2 separate regions of the Mus musculus genome follow, and region 1 is linked to region 2. Evidence: chromatin contacts called from public Hi-C data. All regions are on one chromosome and are shown on one strand. The core of a region is the stretch at or near the end of the contact, and the rest is flanking DNA. Distances in the headings are between cores, read along the strand shown.

Region 1 (5,106 bases), core at 1,667-4,166, 40 kb before region 2:
GACACCCGCTTGGACTCCCCGGAGCTCTGAGACCTTCCAGCAGGTTGGGAGAGAAGGGAAACAAACTACCTTAGGAAAAAGTAAAGATAAAAGATGACCTGTGAGATCCTAGCTGCCTCTATTACTCACAATAAACCTGACCTGAGTTCAGTTCCCAGACCCCACATCAGGTGGCTCATTACTCCTGAAACCCCAAAGGAGTCTAATGCCCTCGACTGGCCCCAAGGGCATCTGAATACATGTGGCATATATTCAACACAGGCACATAAGTAAAAATCTCTCTCTTTCTCTCTCTGTGTCTGTCTGTCTCTGTGCCTCTGTGTCTCTGTCTCTGTCTGTCTCTCTGTCTCTGTCTCTGTCTCTCTCTCTCTCTCTCTCTCTCTCACACACACACACACACTACTAGTTTGCTGAAGTACCCACCAAAACGACTTTGGTCAGACATGGAGGTTGACACCTGGTCAACACTCAAAGAATGTTTTGCTTTCTTTTCTATCTTACGTGACCTTTCAAGTGTTCTCTAGCTTTCTCTAGCTAGAAGTATAATTTCACTAAGAAGTCATCACTGTATTAAGCAAAGTATTTGTGTGTGCGTGCACACACATGCATACAGCTGGAGGCCAGCCAGAGGCACACTTCATGGTGTTTTCCTCCATCACTCTCCACCTGACTGTTTAAGACAGGGTCTCTTATTGAATGTAGCGCTCACTGACTCAGCCAAAGCAGCTGCCCAGTGTCAGGTCCAAAGGAAACTCGATTCCCCCAATTCTGGTAGTTAAGACAAAAGCCAGCCTTCCTCAGGAAACTTGTGAAGCTGGTTCCCCTCTATCAAAAGGAGCCATGCCCCCCTCCGCGGGCAAAAGGGACAAATAGCTACCCGTGGTGCCTATTAGCATACAAAATCACAGCTGGCCTCCAGCATTGCAAGTACCCATTACCCATTTCAGAGCCACGCTGGCACTCTGGCCCTTCTCACCTCCTCCCCTACCCTGGAATCCTCCAGCTCTGGAACCTCTCTCCCCATCTCATTCTCCTTATAACCCTGCTAATCTGGCTAAGCTTCCTCTTTTGCCTGCACTGTCTTCATCTCTCAGTTTCCCCCAGTCCCGCATCTCCAGCTCTCTGCTCTGCTCTGCTCTGCTCTGCTCTGCTCTGCTCTCTGCTCTGCTCTCTGCTCTGCTCTCTGCTCTGCTCTCTCTCTGCTCTCTGCTCTCTGTTCTCTCTCTGCTCTCTGCTCTCTGCTCTGCTCTGCTCTGCTCTGCTCTGCTCTGCTCTGCTCTCATGGCCAAGTTCAGTCCACTGCTTTCTCTCTCTGCTCTGGACTCTTCCAGATGCCTCTGGCTGTTCTCTCTCAGACCTACAGTAAAAGCCTCCCCTTAGCCATTCCACAGAGTGGCCATGTTCTCAGTTTATAGTACCAGCAAATCCCAGGGATCCTCCTGCCTCCACTTGCTCAGTACTGGGACCACAGGCATGGACCACCATGCCTGGCTTTTCACGTAGGTCCTAGGAGTCTAAATTCAGGTCTTCCTGCTTGTGCAGTGAGCACTTTATCAACTGAACCATCTCCGCAGGTCCCCAAAAATATTTTATTTGTTTTTATTTTTATTGTGTGTGTGTGCATGCATGTGCTCACATGTGGGGGGGGGTTATGAATACAGAAGTACAGATGCCCATGGGTACCAACTGCTCTTGGAGCTGGAGCTACCAATGGCTGTGAGCCACTCAGAGTTGGTGTGAGGACCCAAACTCAGGTCCTCTGGAAGACTTGTAGGGATTCTTAACCACAGAGCCATCTCTCCAGGCTCCCAAAAGTATTTTAAATATTAATAAAAAGCAGATTGGGCATGGTGGCATATCCTGTAATCTGATGACCTGCAAGTTAGCTAACTAGCCTGGGCTGTATACAAAGTTTGAGGCCTGCATAGACTATCTCAGAGACATTATCTCAAAAGAAAGGAAGGAAGAAAGAAAGAAAGAAAGAAAGAAAGAAAGAAAGAAAGAAAGAAAGAAAGGAAATAAAGATGAATAAGCAAGATCCCCTTTCTCCGAGGAGAGAAGGAAATGTGAAGAGAGGCACACCACCAGGGACAGAATAAGATCACTTCTCAGTTGATCTCAGAGGATCTCTTCAGATCCACTGAGTCAGAAACACCCATGAAGATGGTACACTTAACTACCAACCAAAACTCAACGTAATTTTATCACGTGAAGCTTACTACCGTTGAACATTTAGACAGACAGAGACGCAATCTTGGGGATGTCTGTCACGGTCACAGGCGAGGTCTATCATGCTGCCCTTTGCTCTGTTTAGCAAAGCTGATCTTAGATTGCTGGGAGTGCCAGCGAGTGGGAGTGGCTGGCATACCCCTACAACTGATCCTCTGAGCCAGGAACCTTTAAGGGAAGTGTAATGTACCCACCAGGCCTGGATCTAGTCATAATTCCTAACAGAGCCGAGGACATATCTTCATCCTCAGGTTACTTGATCAGCTATTGCTCACAACGACCAAAACTAAGACCAAGAAGTGCCCCCAGAGCAACATCTACTGAGAACTCCCTGAGAGTCTAAGAAGTTTGAGAGGAAAATTCAGGTTGAAACCAAGACCCAGAAACCAGAAGCACACATATAGCACACACAGGCAGCCAAGACCTGATACAGAAAACTTTAATCAACAATTGTAGAAACAATACACTCAGACATTGAATATCAGAATTCTCCATCACCACCTCCACCACCAGTCTAGAAATGAAATAATCCACTAATCTCAAACATTCCTGGTGGGAGATAAAAGATTCAGGAAAACATTTTCCCATAAACACATTTCTTTTTACCCAAAGGCTAGACTCCCCGCAGAGAAAGGACAAGTTTGTACTCAATGGAGTTTATTCAGCCAGCCTGCGGCACAGCTCGCCACTCTGCACGAGCTCCCTTTGCTCTCCCTCCCACTCCGTGGGATGAGCAGAGGGAGTGATGTTCTTCTATACATGGAACAGACAAAACAGTACAACGTTAACACGAGTGACTTCTACGTTATTATATTTTAAAACACGTACCGAGATCACGTCTTCCTTATGAAGGGGGTTGGCAGTCTGTCCCAACAACAGCGGTGCAATGCTTCTTTACGGTGGCCTCTCTGACACCCCCCCCCCCAACCTCCCTCATGCATGCCAACACGGGAGAGTGATTGCACAGACTGCCTGCGTTCTCAGTCACCTTGACACGGATGCACAGGTCTAGAAGGAAACAACCTCAACTACAACAATCATTCCATTCAAGTATTGAGAGAAGTGTGCATGGAGCTGGGGGGTGGGGGGGAGAGGAAGGCGGGCAGACAGCCATGTAAGAGGGACTTTAACACATTGCATGCCAGTTCGGTCTACAGAGAGAGTTCCAAGACAGCCAGGGCTACACAGAGAAACCCTGTCTGGAAAAACAAACAAACACGCACACACACATACAAACAAACAAACAAACAAAAACAAAACCAGGAGAAAAGAACTAGAAGAGAGACTGTTCACTCTGAACTCCCAACGCCTCTAACACTGATTCTTGAAAGCGGCCAGGCAACCTAGCCACTCTGCCTTCAGGCACTGCTGCAGGGACCACTGGTGGCTTTGAAATGCGTCCTTTCTAGCCTTTCTTAAACCAATGGTGGACCTCCACATTTGAGCCAGGGAGTCATTCCTGCCACCGTGTGCCAAAGCACTGTGCATAATTTCCCGAGAGCCACTCTTGTACTTCCCACTGTGCGATAACACACATTCTGGGCCAGAAGGAGAATCTGATGGTTTACAAAGCTGAATGAATGGCTATCCTTACAAAAGCCACTATCCATAATCCTGTTTCACACATATATTCTTTCTAGATGCTTCCCAATTTGAGTGACTGAAGAGAACAATACAGGCACCAGAAGCTAACCTGTGCTCAAGTCCTCGAACCCAAAGCTGGATGGGGATAGCAGAGACAAGATTCAGTATTGAGAGCTAGGAAAAGGTTCTGGGTGATATGACTGGAGGAATGACCTTCCTTCCCCACAAGGAATCAGGGAAAAAGCAGCGCTGGGGAGACAATCATACAGGCAGCTCCCTGTCTGACACTTGAACACTTAGCATCATGCCTGAGTGCTATCTCATCTCTGCTAGAAAACCGCTGGGCAGTTAGCTGGTACAGATCACTTCCTCTTTGGGACAGAACAGCAGGCAAACAGACAGGTACACAAAGCCACGAGCACAACTCTCAGTTGCACATAGCTGCTCAGGGGTTGGAAGTTGTCAATCACTACTCTAAAGAAGAAATCAGACTTCTTCCCAGCATCTCATGTTCTTCACAATCATTCAAAAGAGAATGACACCAACTATTAACACGTGTGGTTCTTAGGAATCACCATGGAACAGCTATGTGTGTCTCAGGGGTTGTGGGAGGACCAATAAAGCCTCTGCAGGGCTTGGAAAACAAAGGAAATAAATAAGTTGGGGCAGGGACGACAGACTGCTCGAAGCTGAACTGTGAGCTAGTGACCCTTAGCAGCAGTGCTCAGCTCAACTGTGGGAGATGGGTGAGAATAGTGTGCACTGCTCTGGGGCTACAGACCACTTTCCTCTAGCAGTGAGAAGCAGGCTCTGCCCTGTCTCTCTTCTGCTGGCTTACCTACCAGCACAGCAGACAATGTCCTTGTTTCTTACTTCGCTGAGCACCAGGGGCTGTTTCGGGATTTTTAATTCCCCCTTCAGAAGACCAACAAAGTCACATGTTCATTGATAGATAATAATGCCAAAATTCAATTTATAAAAGTCCAGTTCTCCTAATAGGGTACAAAAACTAAAATCATTTGACCTGGTCACATGCGTGTGCACTTTGAAGACTGTCTGATCATGGTAATGAGAGACTCAACCTATTCTGTTTTGAGAAGTAGCTCTTTCTCCTGTATGTTAAGATGGCAACAGCATCGGTCTTTAACAAAACCGGAACAGACAGAAACAGAACAACATATAACCAACCTGACAGCCAGTACTTCTTTATATACTGAGGCCGCTTTCTTTTCTGTATCTGTTTCAAAAGAATCCAATATTTATATTAGTGGCTAGGAGACAGAGGATCAAATC
Region 2 (4,473 bases), core at 250-2,749:
CACTGTCAAGAATTCAACAAGCATTTCTTGTGCAACAGGAGCTGTTCTCTAGTTGAACACACAACTCAGAGGATTTGAAGTACGTGACCTTGAACAGAATATATACACTGCTGACGTATGTTGTGGGGAAATCAACACAAAGGGGCGGGGCGGCTGGTAAAAACCAACTCCATATTGACATGTAAGAGATGGATACTGATGACACTTAATAGTTAACAGTGAACAGCGTGTATGTATGAACAGCTATCCCAATTTTGCTAAAATCACATCCAAACGTATACTTTCCTCTGCCCTGATCTGATGACAGTATTAGTGTATGAATCAAAACTATCTGGTAACTGTCATGATGGAATGGGATGGAATGGAACTACAATGTGGACTGAATCCCAATTCATGGGCTCATTTCTAATCAGGTACTAACTTTCAGACGTGGGAAAATTTACTGATAGACTTAACTGATAATACACTTAAGTAGGAAGTAGGTTACTGGTTTTGTGAGGGAAAGCAAAAGGGTTACTTCAAGTATTGACTTAGAGGGTTATTGAAGTCAAATTAATGGTTAGCTCAGCTTCTGAGGTAGTTTCACAAACTAAGTCCACAAATTTCTTGAAATGCGATTCTGCCCATCGACCCCGAAGTTTTAAGTTCAGCGTACATTTTTCTCACTATTACATTCCCATAACAAGATCTGAATACTCTTGACAAATAGATCTGAATCCTCATTCATGGCGGGTAGGAGTTTGAATGAACGAACGAATGAATGAACGAACGAACCAATGAATGAAAGCAAGTATTAAAAAAAAATGCCTGCAGACATAAGACCTACTGAAGGCAAACAAAGGATTCCAGATCATTGTTCTAACCACGGAAAGAAAACATTTAAGAACGTCATCCCCTGAAACTCATATAGAGGATCCTCCATGCTCTGTAGCTCCAAAAAGAAGGAGCAACGAGGGTGCGGGGGTCGAAAGGAACTAGCAGGTTCGAAAGCCAGTAACTTCAACTGGAAAGCAGAATACAAAATATAAAATGAGGGAAAAAAGCGAAGACAGAGAAGCCCCCGGAAGTAAAATCAACAATCGGGAAAGGAAAGCAACAGCGTAGAAGCGGCCACCGAACGCTCCCACGGCTCAAAGCTGCGAGTCCACGGCCCGCAGGAGGCCCCCGCGAAGCGGGACAGCCACGACCCCGGAACGCAAACCCCCAGCCTGAGGCACCGCGGGGGCGAGTTCCCGGGAACGCCTCCCCGCCCTTCTCAGGCAACCCCGCCCACTGGGCCCGCCCCGTCCCGCCGGCTACTCACCGGATTCGCTTCCCACATAACGGTGCGAAATCGAGCGGAGAGAGCCTGGGGGAGGGGCTAGCCGTGGGGTCGATATGGTGGGCTTTTTCCGAGGGTCCCCAGGAGCGAAAGGACCGAAAGGCACCCTTTACGGAAGCCTTCCTTCTCCCCCTCCCCGTCACAAGCTGGCGTCTTCGGACCATCGAACCTCCCGACTTCCGCCTGGATCCAGCCAATCAGTGGCGGTCCCGCCCACCGCAAACTCGCTCCGCCTCTATGGCGCCCTTGGAACTTCCGCGCGTGCTGTCGCGGGCCGCCTTTACCTGTGTGGTAAAGCTGTTTGAAGCCGGCCATCATACCCACCACGTGATCGTCAAGCGTGGCAGGCTGCGTTTCCTCCATGCAGAACCTACGTTTATTAAAGATCACCTTATACCGAGTTTAGTGGCCAACCAAGTACTAGGCCTGAGAAGCACAACTCGACCAATGGCTTAAAGGTTAAAGCTTCAAACCTCTTTGTTGTTTGCAACATCCTCGAATTGGAGGTGATGATAGTTCTACCTGAGGGTGTAAATGAGCTTGCTGAAATCAGGTGCTTAGGTGTTTGCAATCTAGAAAATAATAAATAAATAAAGGGAGCTATTGGCCACGTGTCACTGGGCTTGGACGTGAACACTGACCAATATGTTGTCCCTGTCCTCGTGGATTTTAGAATCGACAGAAGAAAGCAAAAAGTAATTTGGAAACGCAAGAATGTAAAAACGTGAAATTTTAGACAGCATGGCAAATATGGAGGTTTCCAAGCAGGTTTACCTGAGTGCCTTGAATGCTAAGGCCTCAAATAGGTTCTTACACCGGTCACAAAAGAGGTACGATGGAAGAATATTCTTAAAGGCAAAGAAGTAGTGTGAGACTATAGGTGTATTTTTAAAAATAGGTCAAAGAATGACCACAGATTCAGAACCTGATTGTTTTTTACATTTTAATATATTTTTCCATTCCCATGTGTATGAATCTATTTCTTCAGACTATAGCATTCCATAGTTTACATGTTACACACATATCTTAAATAATCTACTGTGAGAGACACAAGTTACTATGTAACAAAAATTACTATAATCACTATTTTTGTTCAGACATTCATTAACCTCTTTGGAACGAATTCTTAGAAATGATACTGTTCAATAAGAAATTCTAAAAATTGTTGCCAAATGGTTAACCAGTTGCCCAAATACTTATTGCATAGCATAATTATTTTTTCTTACTACTTTGAAGTACATTTGCTAAATTTGCATGCATATGCATATATACATATATTCCTGAATATTCTTATCTGCTAATCCTCTGCTTATTCCTATGCTTTGCCATGCTATTATAATGTATAGATTCCTAATGTACTTGCTCTTTGATAAGAAATATCTCCTAATTTTCTTTTTCAGTTTTTTTCAAAATAATGAGTTCTCATCCAGAACACACTTCTTCCTGTATTTCAGGCCATGTGTCGGGAGTCGGGCTGGGCTGGGTATATGAACCCAGAACCTCACACATGCTAAACACCTCTTCCACCACTGAGTTATGCCCCTCCTGCCTAGGTCTCTGATATCTTTAAGTACATTAAAGCTATTTTTACAACAACCTTTATGTGTTTGATTTGGCTATTTTATAGGTTTTTTTTTTTCCAAGTGAAACAGTTTTCATTGCTCTAATTTAGGAAAGCTGTTGACTTTTGTAAACTTACCGTGTCATATCACCTTGCTAACTCTTAAGGCTTCAAAGAAAATGAAGTATAACTCTCAACCCTCAAAAGATTTTGTCCTAACTTCCCTGGTTAACTTGCCTTGTCGAGACCCACTCGGCCTTGAAAAGGACTAGCCCACAGTTGCTTCAATTGCTACTGCTCCCTTCTCAAGGCTAGCTAGCATCATCCTGATACTACAGCTTATTAAAAGTAATCAGGATCTATTCGTGTAGCTCAAGGTCATCTCAAATGTTCCATCACCCAAAGGCTGAGATTACGGTCATGTGCCATCACACCCAGTATAAAATTTAATCATAAGTAAAAGATAAATTAAACTAAGAAAGTCTTATAAAACTAACACACTATGACAAGTATAGTTAATTTCAGGAGTGTAAGGGCAGATAGAAGAATAGTAAATCTTTTCATGTCATTCGTCATATTGATGACCCAGCTTGAAACAGATACAGCAATGAAATAGAAGAAGCAACTGATAGCATTTAAAAGCCTTTCATATATGAAACTAGGGATAGAAAGAAACCGATTTACAAATAATAGTGTATTTAAAGAGTGTTGAGAATCACCTAGAGACCCTTCTTACTGCATTTAAGACTGAATGAATATTATCTTGTTCTATACTTTCTCAAAATTTCCTAAAGTTTTAGAACATCTTATTTGCAGGCAACATTATTGTATGATTAAAGTGCACAGATCGGCTCTCCTTCTCACTGGACCTGCCTGGGCCCTTTCAGGTGTTTGGAGTTGAAAGTCAGGATGACTTACATCTTACTTTGCTAAAGAATGAAATGAATCTTAGACTCTCTAAAATATTCCTAAATAGTTTCTAATATATTCTAAAATAAAATAATATGACTTCATTACCGTCTTCCAGTTTCTGAGGTGGTAGGGGGTGCTAATCATTGGGGTTCACTCTCTCACAGCTTTCCCAGGAACCACCTTCTATGTATAAAGTGTGTGCAGTGTCCTTCTAATGTAGTAGCACACCACCCAGCAGGGGAACACCTCTCTGTTTCATTGGACTGTGGGCCCAGAGCCAGAGCGCTGGCAACCGTGTGCGGATCACATGGTTCTAAAGAAGACTAGATTGGTTTTTTCTCTCTCTCAGGGTCCAGTGTTTATGAAGATATCATAAGCCAACCCTAACCCAGCCTAGGGATTACTGGGTGATTGGAAGATGTTTTAGGTCTTTGAATGACAGGGGGAGGGTAGGAGAAAGTGCAGAATGGGAAACGTTAGATCAGAGATAAAGAGTAGGGACGAGGTCCACTAGGGAACCTGAAAATTATCAGATGCACTGATGAACACGTAGGCTCTGATTGAAGTTATGAGGGTGGGGGGTACATTTCCCCTAACCCAACACAGAGAAAAGAGAACCAAGCAAATGGTAAGATACAGGATGCAACATTGGATATCATTTTAATATTATTACAATAGT

The links. Hi-C and Micro-C count contacts between places; a contact is called where the count stands out from the background.
Region 1: a contact with region 2 is called in a Hi-C map of Sertoli cells, with 3 times the contacts expected there. The contact joins the enhancer-like site here to the promoter of Parp11 in region 2. A contact is called at or near these places in 1 of 39 promoter capture datasets (macrophages), 1 of 15 datasets of contacts at CTCF or cohesin (CD8 T cells), 4 of 484 Hi-C or Micro-C datasets (Sertoli cells, double positive thymocytes, granulosa cells and 1 more), 7 of 115 datasets of contacts at active chromatin or transcription factors (the HPC-7 cell line, the SCID.adh cell line, bone marrow-derived macrophages and 1 more) and 1 of 9 other capture datasets (pancreatic islet).

The regions. Positions count from the first base shown.
Region 1 is chr6:127,491,786-127,496,891 of GRCm38.p6, reverse strand. Parp11 (poly (ADP-ribose) polymerase family, member 11) reads right to left here. Exons shown (of 9, transcript NM_181402.4): 9 at 2,631-5,106. Among named protein-coding and RNA genes, the nearest start is that of Parp11, 41 kb to the right of the region's middle. Within about 2 kb of position 2,916, at least 10 of the 459 cell types and tissues checked have an H3K27ac peak or open chromatin away from gene starts, as enhancers often do. A contact at or near this core is called in Sertoli cells, where this site is marked.
Region 2 is chr6:127,450,653-127,455,125 of GRCm38.p6, reverse strand. Parp11 (poly (ADP-ribose) polymerase family, member 11) reads right to left here and starts at 1,499. Exons shown (of 9, transcript NM_181402.4): 1 at 1,304-1,499.